Regions from separate parts of the Zea mays genome. Here region 2 is linked to region 1. Evidence: chromatin contacts called from public Hi-C data. All regions are on one chromosome and are shown on one strand. The core of a region is the stretch at or near the end of the contact, and the rest is flanking DNA. Distances in the headings are between cores, read along the strand shown. Region 1 holds the start of LOC732744 (sialyltransferase like protein). Region 2 holds the start of LOC100281193.

Region 1 (7,686 bases), core at 1,669-4,168:
AGTGTGTCCCTTTCTTACCTCTGAGAAGTACCTTGTCCTGAAAGATAACTTCAGCTGTAAGCACAGAACTGTAGACTAGAATTTTTTATTGTCACTGCGTGGAGATCGACATGCACTAACCATTCCTTGTAACCTGGGTCTACGGTGAAGCCATACATATCAACACTGTCACAGATGGAGAGGGCAAATTCAAGAGCTTTAAGCCCGGTTCCTTTAGCTGAGGAACCAAATGATGTGCCTAGCATGAGGTATACTGGATTGGTTATTGGAAGTTCCTACATAGCAAGAGTTCCAGCAGCCAGATAAGAAAATACAGAACATGTACTCAAGGTGGCCTGATTTCTAACATCGAAGCTAAATTACCCGAATCATTTGGTTCATGATATCATGTATTGTCGTCTTAACGATCAGTGCCTCTTTTTTTGTTTCTGCAACCATAAAAATCAGCATGCCTTTTCATATTTGTATCTCACTGATAGGGGACAAAATATAGATGGCAGACTTACCATCTAACTCAACAACTTTATCTAGTGCCTTTGCGGATCCTCTATTCAGAAGGCGAAATGTACTCTTTCTACCAACATATTCAGTGTAATTCTGCATATGGATATATTGAACGAGTTGAGGGCATATCCAAATGTAGGGGAAAAACCGACCAGCTAACAGATCATCTTAACAAACCTGGGTGGGTGCACCATTTTCTCTGAAGACAGCATCATAAGAATCAATTTCATCCCCAAATTTAGTTTTGAGAAGATCACCTGAGTTCCCAACAACAGCACATCGACCAAAGTGGCGAGGAACGTATGGTGATGTCTCAGGTAGAACTAGTGAGAGCTTTTCCATGCAGAGGCTTCTGTTCTGGCACTTATTCCTGCAACCTCAGAACCAAATATGCTCAGTAATCTATTGGAGTTAAACCACACCTAATAAGTCTAGGTGAAATGGCAAAGACTTGTATCTACCCACAGAAGGATTCCTTTGTTGATTCTTCTCCATGCATATTCCTCCCAGCCATTTGGCAAAGCATCAATGTACTCCTTTGTGAGTACTGTTGTACTGTTCCGGACCTGGGAGAGAAAAACTATTAAGTGACCATATTGATAGCTAATCATGTAGCCGTGAAGAACTATAGACCAACGTTGCAGTATAGTATATGTTATGGTGCTTATGAAATTCAGATGGGGCTCTTGCACCGTCTACAGCAGATACTCGCTTCTTTTCCTGATGGGTGCGCTCCATCAAGATGGCGCCTAAGTAAGTGCGGAAAGGGCTCAACACTTTGTTCATTTTGGTGGCTTGGGAGATTTGAAAATTCAGGAACTCTCATGTGTTTTGAGGGCTGTCAGCCGGATGTTAGGCGGGTTCTCCAGCTAATAGAAGAGGAAGGTTTGCTTTGGTGTAGGGCCGGAGCTGCCAACCTCCAGGAGCTATATAGAAGGTCGTGGGACCTAGCCGGGTAGGGCTGTTGGTCCGGGTCGTGACTCCTCTTTGGGTACTCCCGTGTTGGGTGTGTGCGGTGTTTCAGGTGGGGCGTTTCTGCCTACCCGATGTATTTTTTTTTCTTCTTAAATGAAACGACACGCGGTTCTCCTGCGTGGTTCGGAAAACAAATTCAGATGGGACGGTTCAAAAGTGACAAGAGTATGACTTTGTCAACATTGCCAATGCTGCATCATATGACTTTTGAAAGCAGCGTTATATGGTGTTGGATTTATTGGGTTCATTAATCACATAGGCTTATGAACACAAAGTATGCTCACGTGCTCCCATGAGGCCACAGCTTCACACAGATTGAACTCAAACGACAGACTTTCAGCCTTATGGGTGATTGGATCTCTCTGCAAAAAAAAAGGCCCATAAGAGCTACAAAAATGATCATAGACATGAGGCAGGCAAGCCTAGTTATGAGAGAAGGTCGACAGAGTAAATACTATAATTTGCTGGCTGAACATGCAGCAGGGTTTCAAAAGCATAAGATGCTAGGTAAGCACAGAACCAAATGTACTTTGCGATCTGTTTCTTAGTAAGGCTAAAATGGGAAAAGTCCTACCTGTATCAAGTAAAAGCTTTGCCTGTAATAACACGGCGAGAAATCACTTACCCACTTAGAAACTGTGTCACTTGGGTATTGTATCACAACACGACAGTAGTCCTCCCCGGTCACGGCTTTCAGTCCTAGCCCATTTGCATCCTGCAGTTACTTTTAAGCAAGTGAGGTTTGTCTGTCTGAACCAAGACAGCAAAGAAGATCCTGAAGCTGCTGACACTGCAAATCTATGCAGCCACTGTCATCCAATTCAACTACAGATACGCTACAATCCATGAAATCTTATTTCACGCCAGAACAAAGACCTCACTGTCACAGTGCTACCTCCTACACTAAACAGTGAACCTCGGACTCGGAACAATTGGCGCACGGAACCAAGAATCTCGAGGCAACCACGTTCCCAATCCGCCACAGCTCGTGGTTGTGACGAAGTAGTGCCCCCATACCCAGAGGCGAAAACGACAATGCGGCACGAGATGAGCAGGAACACCAGTAAGGCAAATCGAACCGTAATCAGCCCAGAGGGAGGCATACGAGCAAGACCATACCACGCACTTGCTGAAGCCACCCCGCAGCGCGGCGAGCGCCGCCAGGTCCGCCTCCGAGAGCCGAGAGCCGCTATCTGCACGCACGCACCCACCCACCCACCCGTTCAGCTGTCAGGGATCTCCTGCGCGACACGCGAACTGGAACACGAGAGGGAAAGAGAGAGGAGCGGGACGGGGGCATTACGTGAGGAGGAGACGCCGGAGAGGTAGAAGAGGATGGCGGTGAGCCCCGAGAAGATGGCCGCTGCGAGCGCGAGCGGGAGCACCCGCAGCGCCGGAGCAGCCCTAGGTGGCATCCTTGCGCGGTGTGCCGCCTCTTGCCGGAGCAGGACGGAGAGTGGGGAGGAGCATCTTTCCCAGTTGCACGTTAAGTCTTTGTGGGCCTCTTCTGGCTTTACTTGCGTGGGCCGTACACGGTGGGCTCAACTTAGCCACTCTGCAAACAGCCCAGTTTCTTTAACGGGCCTAGTAATAATCAGCTCCATTCATTATCTCCTGCTCTGCGTCGATTTATGCTGTATTTGAAATCTATAGAGCTAATAGTTAACCTACTAATAAATTATTAACTAGATTTAATAAACTAATAAATTAATTATTAGCCATTAGCTAACTATTAGCTCCAAACAGGGCCTTAATACGTTCAGGTCACAAGCCCATCTATTCCATCGTCTAAAATGTCTAAAATGTAAACGTTGCGCTCTATATAGACTTTTGTTTAAATAAGAAAATTGTTCAGACGTACTCTAAACCTTTACAATAATTTGTGCTCTATTTGAACTGATCATTATGCTCGATTTCAATGTGTCTACCATGTAACTTGTAAAAATAGCAACCACAATTTAATCCCCACACCATCTCTCGTGAGGTGGCTAGGGTAATACCAAACCCTAGCCACTGTCACCGTCCCTTCCTATCTCTCTTCATCTTGCCTCCACCAAAGTGAGTGTTAGGAAATGTGAGCCCAAACGGCCCATGCCGGCCCAGGTGTCTTAAGGGAAACAATACAAAGAAGGAGGGAGGTGACGAGAAAGGCATCGAGGAATCATTTTGAAAACCTAAACTCTCTATCTTTGTATCTTCTTCCTCCCTTCTCTCATGTACCCGGATTCTCTTCCATTCTATTCACTTGCTGCTATTGGTTTGAGTTTGAGAGATTAGTGTTGCTAACAATTGGTATCAAAGGGTACGATTCTCGACTTCAATCTGCCTAACGTCATGACTCTCGACTTCAAACTCATCCTCGACGAGTTCAACCGAAGGTTCGATGAGATGGATGCTCGACTCGACCTGCGCTTCGCCAGGCTGCAGCAGCTGCAAGCTAAGGAGGTGGACGAGTCGTACCGTGACGCGGTGAGCCCACTACCTCCTCTACCCATAGTCTATGAGCCCTAACGCGAGGCAAGCCATCTGCCTCCCGTCCACGACAACGTTGCGGGGGTGGTGTCCACGGGCTCGGATGACGACCTCGACCTGCAGCAGATCGCCAAGGAGTCGTCCGTGTCCTCGTCGCCGCGTCACAGCTCGAGAGACGTCGTCCGAGCTACCTCAAGCATGGATGTACCCGACGACACGCACACCAAGTGTTCAATGATGGTCCTCAACCACGGTGCCTACTACGTTCCCAACACTCGTCTCTGCCTAATGCGGAGGTCCAGCGCAGCACCATATTCCACTTCATGCCTAAGGATTAATTGGTTGGAATCTATTGTTAATACCGTCGTCGCGTGCTGGGAAGATGTCACATCCGGTTTTTGGAAGGCAAACGAATGCAAACCATGTATGTGCCAAGATTAGAAACTCACGTACACAACGATTACATAATTGGACATCATCACACAATGCTCGAAATAAATAGCGGAAAGGTACTTGATTACATCAAGATGTCCAAGACATCCACAGAGTCTATTACACATTGTCTTTAACATAACTATCAAAGTGCAGAAATACGGAACGTAGAAGCTAAGCCTACACAGGCAGCTGACTGGGGGTTTGCCACTAAGAAGGAACCAGAACTCGTCATAGTCCTGAAACTCCTTGAAGTCTTCCATGTTGCCAGCATCACCTCCTGAGCATTGAGTACAGTGGGGACAACCTGGGGTGGGGGTGGTGTGTAAAGCAAGGGTGAGTACACATCAACGTACTCAGCAAATGTCTCGTTTGGCTAAAGTGGACTAGCTATATATGGAGTTGAGGTTAAGCCGTTGCTTTTAGTTGGTCAAATATTTATTATTGTTAGTAGATCCAAGTTTTAGTAATAAACCCAGTTATTTCCCAGAAGTACCTCCTCAAAAGAGGAAATACTAGAGATCAGATTTTATAACATCATTATTAACCATCATCATAAAAGTATCCAAAGTTCTTCTAATCAAAGAGGATCCCAAGGCTGCTCTTAACCGTGAGCTTGACTGATATACCAGTTTCTAACACTCTGCAGAGGTTGCACACTTTACCCACAAGTTGTGATCCCTTTATGCCTCGGGTCGATCAAACCCTTAAACACTACCAAGGTGAGTCGGCAAGGTTTCACTACGTAGCCTTTACAAAGACTCCCCTGGTGCATAGCTGCTCGTTAGGTTTCGCCAGTCGTACAAACGCAGTACACCTCCCCAAGGTGGGTGACTAACAAAACTAAATCGAATGAACCTCTGCACCCCAACCTTGGCAGAGCGAGCACTATGCCCCCAGGTTCATCTAATTAATCAGCTAAGGGCGTCCCATTTCACCCTCATGGTTGTACTGTTATCCCGGGTGGTCACTCCACGAACAGGTCCTTACAGAGAGGTACTCGGGAAAAAGGCCTGAGCCCCATAGATTATCATAAGCTCATCAACATAATCAGGATAACAGTATCGTATCATAAATGTTCACATCATGTTCATTGGTTAAAGTTAAGGCAATAGCAAAATGCTAACCATGATAACCCAAAAGGTAAACAAGGATAAGTAAATACAGACCAGTCAATCCTTAGGTTTCATAAAGTAATGTGAGATAGTGAATCATAAAGTATGTAGGACATAATAGGTCAGAGGACATTTGCCTTCACCAGGTTGTTGCTCAGGGAGGTCTCCAACAACACACTCAGGAACCTCGGACTGCTCGTTGTCTAAATAAAGCGAGCATGCATTCAATACATTTGGAAAGTACAAATGAACAACACACCAAACATGTACAAACATAGGAATACATCTCAAAAGGCACAATACTACATAAGGGATAATGGGTTCAAAGCATAACATAAACTATAACATAAACCAACTTCATTTGGAAATAGATTATTACTTCTCTAAGTGTTACTCACAAATACATAGCATAGTTCAATTTATTTTATTGTGACCTAAAAATTAGAACAAAGATGAATTCATGTAATACACATTATTAATCTTACAAGATTAAACATGCTTTAATCTCTAGGGTTTTCTCTTTTATTTTATTAAATAAACAAATCTAAACATATTCTAGTTCATAGTTAACTATAAAATTAGAAAACACAGAATGTAAATGGAACTAATTTATTTAAACAGAGAATAATTCTATGAACATTTTGCAATTTGAATCACTAAATTTGGAGTTCATATGTAAAAGATATGAAATAAACAAGTTTAGGAGTTGAAAATACAAAATTAAGCCCTATTCTGTAATTATTTAGGCCTTGTTTGGTTAATCCCGTTACTCATGGATTGAATGGGATTGGAAAAAATTAAGAAGAAGTTTGACTTGCTTGGAATTTAAACCCACCCAATCCCACTTAATCCACATGGATTGAGAGCTAACCGAACAAGCCCTTAAAAGGATAGGGTCTGTTTGTAATAACTCAGAGACCTACGCGTAAAGTCTAAGGACGGCGGGTCTTAAGCAAAACAACCACAGCGAAAGGGTATCCTGGCTTCTTGGCCATCCGATCGGGAACGGACGCTCGAGATTAGAAGCGGGCGCGCGGGATCGGACGCGAGGGCTGACCAGCGGGTCCCACGCGTCAGCGGCTAGGGTATCCCCGGTGCGGGATGCGAGCACGGGCGCTCCCTGGCGGGCGGGGGCCACGGGTCGGTGACTCGAACCAACAGGGGGGAAACGGTGGGAGCCTGACAAACAGGGCCGCGGGGAGGTCGGGCCCGCTAGTCAGCGGTGGAGGGCACGCGCGGGCGTGATATCACGAGCGCGTGCTGACAGACGGGGCCCTCCAGGCACTGACCAAGAGTGGGGAAAGAAAAGGGGAGGCTGACGGGCGGGTCCTCCTTGTTAGGACCGCCATCTACCTTGGCAGTGCGCACGGCGCGAGCGCCATGGCCGGAGACGGCGACTCCGTGCGGGCGAACAGGGCACAGGGCGGCTGCGGTTAGCCGGGCGGACTCGGTTCGACGGCGCGGGACCGGAACCGACGATCACCGGTGACTAATTGATGGAACAGAGGAAATGGGAGAGAGAAGAGAAAGTCCGGCGGGGAAATTCACCTCGGGTGGAGCAGGGATGAGGACGAGGCTGGGCACAACGGTGGCGGAGCACGATCGCGGACGGCGGTCGAGCTATACCGACGACGAATTCGGGTGCAGGGGGCCTGGCGACGGGGAAGCTCCGACGGGCTTGAAGAACCGGCGCGCGCAGCTCGGGTGAGTGGGCAGAGGTGAAATGAGCGAGGCAGGGGGAAGTGGGGTGCGCGGGGACTTGTAGAGGGGGTGAGGTTGCCGGTTTGGAGCTGAGTGGCGACGTGGGCGCGGCGATCTCGGCGTGCGTGCACGGTCCGCGCAGGCGAGCGGTTGAAGGAGGATGGGGAGGGACTGGCGAGCGGGGCCCGCGGGACAGTGGCACAGACGCGCGAGCGCATAATAGGCCAAAGCGCCGACAGGGCGACCCCACCGAACAGCGAGAGGGAGAAAGGGAAGAGGGGCGCAAGTCGGCGCCGACAGGCGGGGCCCACCTGTCAGAGATCGAAGGCGTGCGGGCGAAGCTGGGCTTAGTGGGCCGACTGGGCTGCTTTCTCTTTTTCTTTTTCTCTGAATTTTCTAATTCCTTTTCTATTTCTTTTCTCTAGGGTTTTCAAATCCAAATTCAAACTAGGTTTTAAATTCAAATAAATTCAAAGTTGTGCAACAC
Region 2 (7,686 bases), core at 1,330-3,829, 540 kb before region 1:
ACATGTGTGTCCACATGAGTCAATGACATGTGGGTCCATGATATATATCTAAAGTTTGGATCTTTTAATGGTATAGATCTAATTGTTCCTATAACAATTAGTTGATGGGTCCATGTCATTGCCAAGTGCCAACGCCATTCCGTTGTCTCTACTACTACATGCAGCATCTCTTAAAAAAAAAACTACAGGCAGCATCACATTCACACCGCGAGGTCAGAATCGGACACACGCATAAACGAACATGCAGATGCACATGCTTGCCCCCATTTTTATTGAGAGCATTGAAGGTTGATACTGTAAATTATATTACTGAAATGACGAATCTGTATCACTGAGTGTGGTGATTCTCTTTCTCTACATGTCCAAGCACAGCACAGCACAGCTCAGCACACTTAGGTTCGTTGCTGCTCAACTACTCGTCAGTGGAATGGAGGAGACATCCATGTGGGCATGCGAGTTCAGATCAGAGCTTGCTCCTCGTCCCTGCCCCATCCTGCTGCTCGGAGCTGGAGATGCTGCCCATGGCCCTGGCCTGCTCCCGGAGCGCGAACTTCTGCACCTTCCCCGTGGCTGTCTTGGGCAGCTCGGCCACGAACACCACCGTCCGGGGCGCCATGTACCGCGGCAGGCGCGCCTGGCAGAACGCCACCACCTCCTCGGCGCGCACGCTGCCGGCCGCGCCCTCCCTGAGCGTCACGAATGCGCACGGCGTCTCGCCCCAGTACTCGTCGGGCCGCCCCACCACTGCGGCCTCCGCCACGGCCGGGTGCGCGAACAGCGCCGCCTCCACCTCGATGGTGCTGATGTTCTCCCCGCCGGAGATGATGATGTCCTTGGACCGGTCCAGGATCCGCACGTAGCCGTCGCCGGCGTGCCGCACCGCCAGGTCGCCCGACCGCAGCCACCCGCCGGCCATGGCCTCCGCCGTCGCGGCCGCGTCCTTGTAGTACCCGCCCATCACCGTGTTCCCGCGGAACATCACCTCGCCCATGGTGCGCCCGTCCGCGGGCACGCTGGCCATCGTGGCCGGGTCCTTCACGTCCACCTCCAGCCCCAGGTGGTGGAGCCCCTGCCGGGCCTTGATGGCCGCGCGCTCCGCCGCCGGCAGCGCGTCCCACTCGGGCCGCCACGTGCACACCGTCGCTGGCCCGTACGTCTCCGTCAGCCCGTACGAGTGGATCACCAGGAACCCGAGCTCCTCCATCCGGAACAGCACCTGCGGCGCCGGCGGCGCGCCGCCCGTCATCACAGTCACCGGCCTCTTCCTCCCCGCGCCCAGCGGCGCCCTCTCCTCCGCCGTGGCGTTCACCACCATGCTCAGCACCGTCGGCGCGCCGCCCATGTGCGTCACCCCGTGCGCCGCCACGGCCGCGAAGATGGCGCCCGAGTTCACCTTGCGCAGGCACACGTTGGTGCCGCCCTGCGCCGCCACGCCCCACACCAGGCACCACCCGTTGCAGTGGAACATGGGCACCGTCCACAGGTACACCGGCAGCGCCGTCATGTCGTTGAGGAGCACCGACGACAGCGAGTTCAGGTACGCGCCGCGGTGGGTGTACACCACGCCCTTGGGCCGCGACGTCGTCCCCGACGTGTAGTTCAGCGCGATCGGCTCGTTCTCGTCGTCCGGCCACCGGATCAAGAACTCTGGATCGCCGCCTCTGCTGCTGCTGAGGAGGAGGGCCTCGTACTCGTAGCACCGATCGACGCCTGGGATCTTGTCGTTTCCTGTCGCCGCTGACGGCGGCTCGTCGAGCGCCTCGTTGATTAGTACCACGGCGGGCACCCTGCTCGCTCCGCCGGCCTGCTGGGAGATGAGGCGGAGCGCCTCCCGGGCGACGCCCAGTAGCGCGGCGTCCACGAACACGACCTTGGCCTCCGAGTGCTGCAGCAGCACGGACGCCATGCCGGCGTCGAGCCGCGAGTTGAGCGCGCAGATCACGGCGCCCGCCATGGGAATGCCGAAGTGGAGCTCGCAGAAGGCCGGGATGTTCTGCGCGAACACCGCAACCTGCACGGGGGCAGCAACGGCTGCGGTTAGGACCGGCCGGCCAGTTCGATTCGATTCGGTACTAGAAGCAGCAGCAAATTCAGCCCGTCCACTGCCGATGAGAACAACACTATCTACCTACTCGGGCAAATCGAGAGAGACAGACAGGGGATGGAGAACAGCAAGAGCAGTAAAAGTGAATGCTTGGACGGCGGCAGGTAGATAACGCCCGAATCTACCGCTCCGTACTTATCGCACGGAAGAGGAGGCAAGGCAACGGCTGGACAGAGACTTACCACGTCACGGCGCGCGACGCCGAGCCCCGCGAGCGCCGCGGCGAGGCGGAGGCAGCGGTCCCGGGTCTGCCGCCAGGTGCGCGGCGGCGGCGCGGCGGCGTGTCCGGCGGCGACGACGGCGGGGCGGTCGGGGTAGACGAGCGCGGTGCGCTCGAGGAAGCTGATGGGCGTGAGCGGCGCGTGGTTGGCCGCGCACAGCACGGTGCCTTCCATCGCTCAGAGTTGGGCGGCGCGCCGGCGCGGAACAGAGGGGAACGAACGGCCACACTGGAGTGGAGGAGGCAGTCTGGAACGGAATGGCAGCGGAAGTGGGAATATAATAACAACAAAATCCAGCGACAGCAGCAGCGCGAGACGACGACGCGTAATCGACGAGTTGACGCGCTTGGTGGCTTGATGCCGATGCCGATGCTGACGGTGACGGACGGAGTGGAGGAAGAAGCAAGCTGCTCTAGTGCTCTCTGTCTCTAATGTTGTGATAACACGCGCACTGTGTCTGCCTACGTCATGGTCGATTCACACGTATTTTCGTGACGTGGAGCCACCAGAAGCCACTAAGCTGCAAAATGAGCGCGTGCGTCTTTTGCTATCATGCACGCACACGGCAAACTGCCGTGTTTCGTCTCGCTTTTCCGTCGTAATGATGATGGCATACTTTGTTCTTATCCCGTTTTGTTTGAAGTCTCTTTTTAGGCCATGTTTATTTGAGAGGCAGCTTTTGAAGTTTTTTCTTAAAAAACTATGGCTAGATTTCTGATCATTAGAAGCCAATGATACAAGCACACAGAACCATTTCTTTCAATTTTCCATATAAACTTAGTTTTTATAAGTTTTTAACTTTTTTTAGTAGTTGACTAGAAGCTCAACTAAACAGGATTAATGTTGTCTCTAATATATCGTACATATGGGCATATGGCTATATCAAACACAACTTCGACTGAAGATAGTAGCGGACCTACTATTTAGGCACCACATACCTACCTGGAAGTGCACCTCAAGTCTAAATATGCACGTCTTTTTATATAAAATTAGATATAGTTATTAGTACTTGATAATTTCGTCTAAGCTGTCTTTAGTTTTTGGACCCACCACTAACTGAAGATAGCATGTTTATAGAGTGAAGCTTGAAATATAAATAAAATGAGATATAAGATTGTAAAGAAAAGCAACCGGAGATAAATCTTAGTATTCATCAACAACGTGTGCTTTTGATGACACAGAACAAGCATACGAGACCTATAATACCGTGACATAGTGTTAGGAATTTATATTTTCTTGTGTTTATTTTAATCCCGAAATATGATAGCAGATTTATAACGATATGCACGAACAAGTGTGAAACACCACTAGTCGCAACAATAACATATGCATATATAAAAAATATGCTAATTATAACAAAAAATATATTAAAGTTAACAAATTTAGAGAAAAAAAATTACGTTGTAGAGAGACCAATGCTCAAAAACACTCGTGGCTTCGTTCATACAAGTCAACATCATGTGTTGCTTAAAGTAACATATCACAATTGGTACGAACAGGGGCAGAGGACCCGATATAACACAACCTACGCGGCCCGACCCCTATGGTCTCTGTCTCTCCATGACAAATGGCAACCACGTCGTGAGTTTGCCATACCTTGTTTTTTCTTGCGCTCCGCCACTGGGTACGAGTAGTTATTCACAATTGCGTGCCTCGAACATACACCAAGTGAAAGATGGGACAAGACCAATAAGCAGTCATGATGATGCTCCTGAAAACTTGATCACACACATCTAAAAAGGTCTTCTAAGGCATGCTATTCCAACACTCTATGTGTGCAGAGGATGAGGACGAGACACAACTCGACAAAGAAGATGAGTGATTCTAATGCGTTCGCATTCACGCCAAAAGTTCTGGGTAAGGAAAGAGATGTAATAACAAAAGTTCGAAGATGGATCTATTGTTGTAACATACACCCATTATTTTGTACATTAAAGGTTCATTACACTCCACACCACACCACAATTTGGTGTTGGCAATAGTTTGTAATCTCAATTTATCAATAGTTGCACATAAAATTTATATATATAAGTCGAGTCAACAAATAATCTCTACTACCTATTAAGACAGTAAAGGTAGTCTGCCTCCCCTCGTTCTGCCGTTCTGCCGTTCTGCCATCCATCGATCTGGACCGTCCGTGTCCTATCGTGCGTCTGCGTCTCCCACGCTCCATCCCCCTCCACCGCACGACCGCACCCAAACCCTAACCTTCCCCCACACGACCGCGCCGCCATGGCCTCCCATCGCCTCCACCTCCGCCGCAGGGCGCACCCTCCCTGCCACACCCGGTTTTAGAAGGCAAACCGAATGCGAACCATGTACGTGCCAGGATCAGTTATTCACGTACACAGCAGTTACATAATATGGACATCATCACACAGTGCTCAAAATAGTATTAATAAGGGAAATAGTCGATTACATCATACGTCTGAGACGTCCATATAGTTCTTACAATAAATCAAAGTGCGGAAAAGAAACGTAGATAACGCGGCCTTCACAGGCAGCCGACTGGGGGGTTGCCGCTAACCCACGCCTAGAACTCGTCGTAGTCTTGGAACTCCTGGAAGTCTCCTTCCACAGCTTCATCTTCGCCTGAGCAGTGGTTGCAATGCTGACAACCTGGGGGGGGGGGGGGTTTGGTGTGTAGAGCAAGGGTGAGTACACATCAACATACTCAGCAAGTATCCTGTTTGGCTGTAGTGGACTAGCTTTATGTGGGGATAAGTCAAGCAGTTGCTTTTAGTTGGTCAGGTTATTACTTACTAGTAGAAAGCCAGGTTTTAACATTAACCCAAGTTATTAGCCCAATGTATCCTTTCCAAACGGAAAGAATACCACTTACCAATACCATAATCGTAATCAGAACCATCAATCTCATTGTCACCTGTACCAAAGTATCTCTGATCAAGTATCACTAATCTCTGGAGCTCCCTTGGCCGCTCATAACCGCGAGCACGGCTGATATATCAGTTTCATAACACTCTGCAGAGGTTGTGCACTTTACCCACAAGCCGTGATTCCCTCTCTGGCCCGGGCTTGCAAGACCCTTATTCACTCCCGAGGTGAATGGCCAAGGATTCACTACGAAGCCTTTACAAAGATTCCCCGGGGCTGTAGCCACCCGTTAGGTTTCCTAAATGTACCGCACTCCTCCCCAAGGGACAAATCAACCTTGGCAGAGCGAGCCGCATACACCGAGCCCCATTGACGGCACGACGGCTAAGTGAACTACACCCCGGATCCTCTAATTATTCAGCTAAGGGCACCCCATTCCACCCTCATGGTTGCACTGTTTTCCCGGGCGGTCATCCATTGAACAGGTCCTTACGGAGAGGCACTCGAGAAACCGCTCGAGTCCCCTTAAATGCCACAAGTATAATCATAAATAAGAACGGGAAAACAGCGTATCATAGATAACCACATCATGTTCATTGATTAAAGTTGAGCAATAGCATCAAACTAAGCAGTAATAATCCGACCCAAATAGGTAAACAAGGACATGGATAACAAAAAGCTAGTCAATCCTTAGGTATAAATGTGTGATGCGGGAGGTGAATTAAAGAATGATTAGGACAGAGATAGGTCAAAGGACACTTGCCTCCACCAAACGACTGCTGCTCAGGGGCTTCTCCTGCGAATTCCTCGGGCTCTTCGACCGGATCGTTCTCTATGCGATTGCAAACATACATACATCCATCCACATTTAATACAAAAGAACAGTACACCATACAAGGGAACAAATAAAGTGAGTATGCATCAAGTATGACATTCGATATCGCATTTGTTATGGTTAGAAAGAAACGGGAAAGGGTCTCGCAGGGGGTTAAATCTTATGCACTAACGATCAATTACAATTGGTTCTTAACAAAAGAATTCTGTTACATATACACTAATGGAAACCTAACCATTTTAAGTTGATCAGCATTGCACGAGATAAACAATTAACTACATGAATCAACTAGCATAACGGAATTTTAAATTAAACTTCCTATTTCAATGGCATATGAACAACGATTAGCCTACTTAAAATAAAATAGCTATGATCACAGAAAGTAAATAAAATAAAATAAAAAAAATAAAAAAAAACAGAGGGGGGGGGGGGGGTTGAACCGGCCCTAGGGGCGGTTGAACCGGGCGCGGGCGCGGACGGCGAGCCAGGCGGCCTGGGCGGCTGAGCCGGCCCGGTTGAACCGGCGGCCAGGCGAGCGCGCGGGGGGGTCGGGCTGGCCAGGCGGCCGAGCACGCAGGGGCGGGGGCGCGGCCGGGCGGGCGGCCAGGGCGCGGCCAGGCGGCGCGCCGGCCAGGGCGGCCAGGCGGCCAAGGGGCCGGGCGGGCGGACGGCCGGGCGGCCAGGGGGCGCGCCGGCTGGGGGCACGGCTGGGGGGGCGGGCCGAGCCGGCCATGGCGGCGGCCATGGCGCCGAGCGGCGAGGGGAAAGGGGAGGGGGGATGGGGGAGGGAGGAGAGAGGGAGGAGGGGGGGGGGGGGCTCACCGGCGTTGGGGGGCGACGGCGAGGGGCGACCGGCAGGGGGCGGCGGCCGAGCAGGGGGTGGCGGCGGCTTAGGGCAGGGGCGGGTAGGGGCGGCGCTAGGGGAGAGAGAGGGAAAATGAGAGAGAGGGAGAGGGATTGGGGGGTTTTGGGGAAAATAAAGGGAGGGGGGGCGGCATGGGCCAATTGAGCCCAAAGGGGGACGCCAGGGGCGGCTGGGCCGGCCGGGGTCGGCCCACGGCGCGGGAGAGAGAGAAAAAGAGGAGAGAGAAAGAGAGAGAAAAAAGAAAGAAAAGATCTTCTCCTCATTTTCGAAATCCGATCTTTCTACATGAATGCATTTGCACTTTCAAAGCAATCAAAAGAAATGCAAGGTTCGGCATGGTGCATCAAACAACATAAAGTATTTAGGGTTTTTCTTACACGGGAAATCCAAACCGAATCCCGCGGGAACTTTGGAAAAGGTCAAGGTTTAGCGAGGGGAAAACGAAAAGGAAAAGGTAACGCCCGAATTTGGCGAGTAAAGAAAAGAAAAAATTCAACTGCAAAATTCGGGGCGTTACAAACCTATCCCCCTTAAAAGAATCTCGCCCTCGAGATTCAGGGCTGGCTAGCAAAGAGCTCTGGGTACTTGGCCATCAAATCATCTTCACGCTCCCAGGTTGCTTCTTCCTCAGGGTGGTGATTCCATCTGACTTTGCACATTCTGATGGTCTTCCTTCGGGTGACTCTATCTGCAACCTCAAGGATCTGAGCTGGCTTCTCAACATAGGTCAAGTCCTCCTGGACTTCAAGACCTTCCACTGGCAACTGCTCTTCCGGCACACGCAAGCACTTCTTCAACTGAGACACATGAAAGACATCATGCACAG

Evidence for each region. Hi-C and Micro-C count contacts between places; a contact is called where the count stands out from the background.
Region 2: a contact with region 1 is called in a Hi-C map of ear, with 1.9 times the contacts expected there. The contact joins the promoter of LOC100281193 here to the promoter of LOC732744 in region 1. A contact is called at or near these places in 4 of 25 Hi-C or Micro-C datasets (ear, leaf and tassel).

Annotation. Positions count from the first base shown.
Region 1 is chr5:72,152,172-72,159,857 of Zm-B73-REFERENCE-NAM-5.0, reverse strand. LOC732744 (sialyltransferase like protein) reads right to left here and starts at 2,918. Exons shown (of 12, transcript NM_001112373.1): 1 at 2,783-2,918; 2 at 2,599-2,672; 3 at 2,105-2,194; 4 at 1,764-1,841; 5 at 970-1,070; 6 at 682-874; 7 at 507-597; 8 at 364-428; 9 at 121-275; 10 at 1-37. The coding sequence starts at 2,894.
Region 2 is chr5:72,687,992-72,695,677 of Zm-B73-REFERENCE-NAM-5.0, reverse strand. LOC100281193 reads right to left here and starts at 2,579. Exons shown (of 2, transcript NM_001154112.1): 1 at 2,287-2,579; 2 at 282-2,011. The coding sequence starts at 2,499. The coding sequence ends at 464.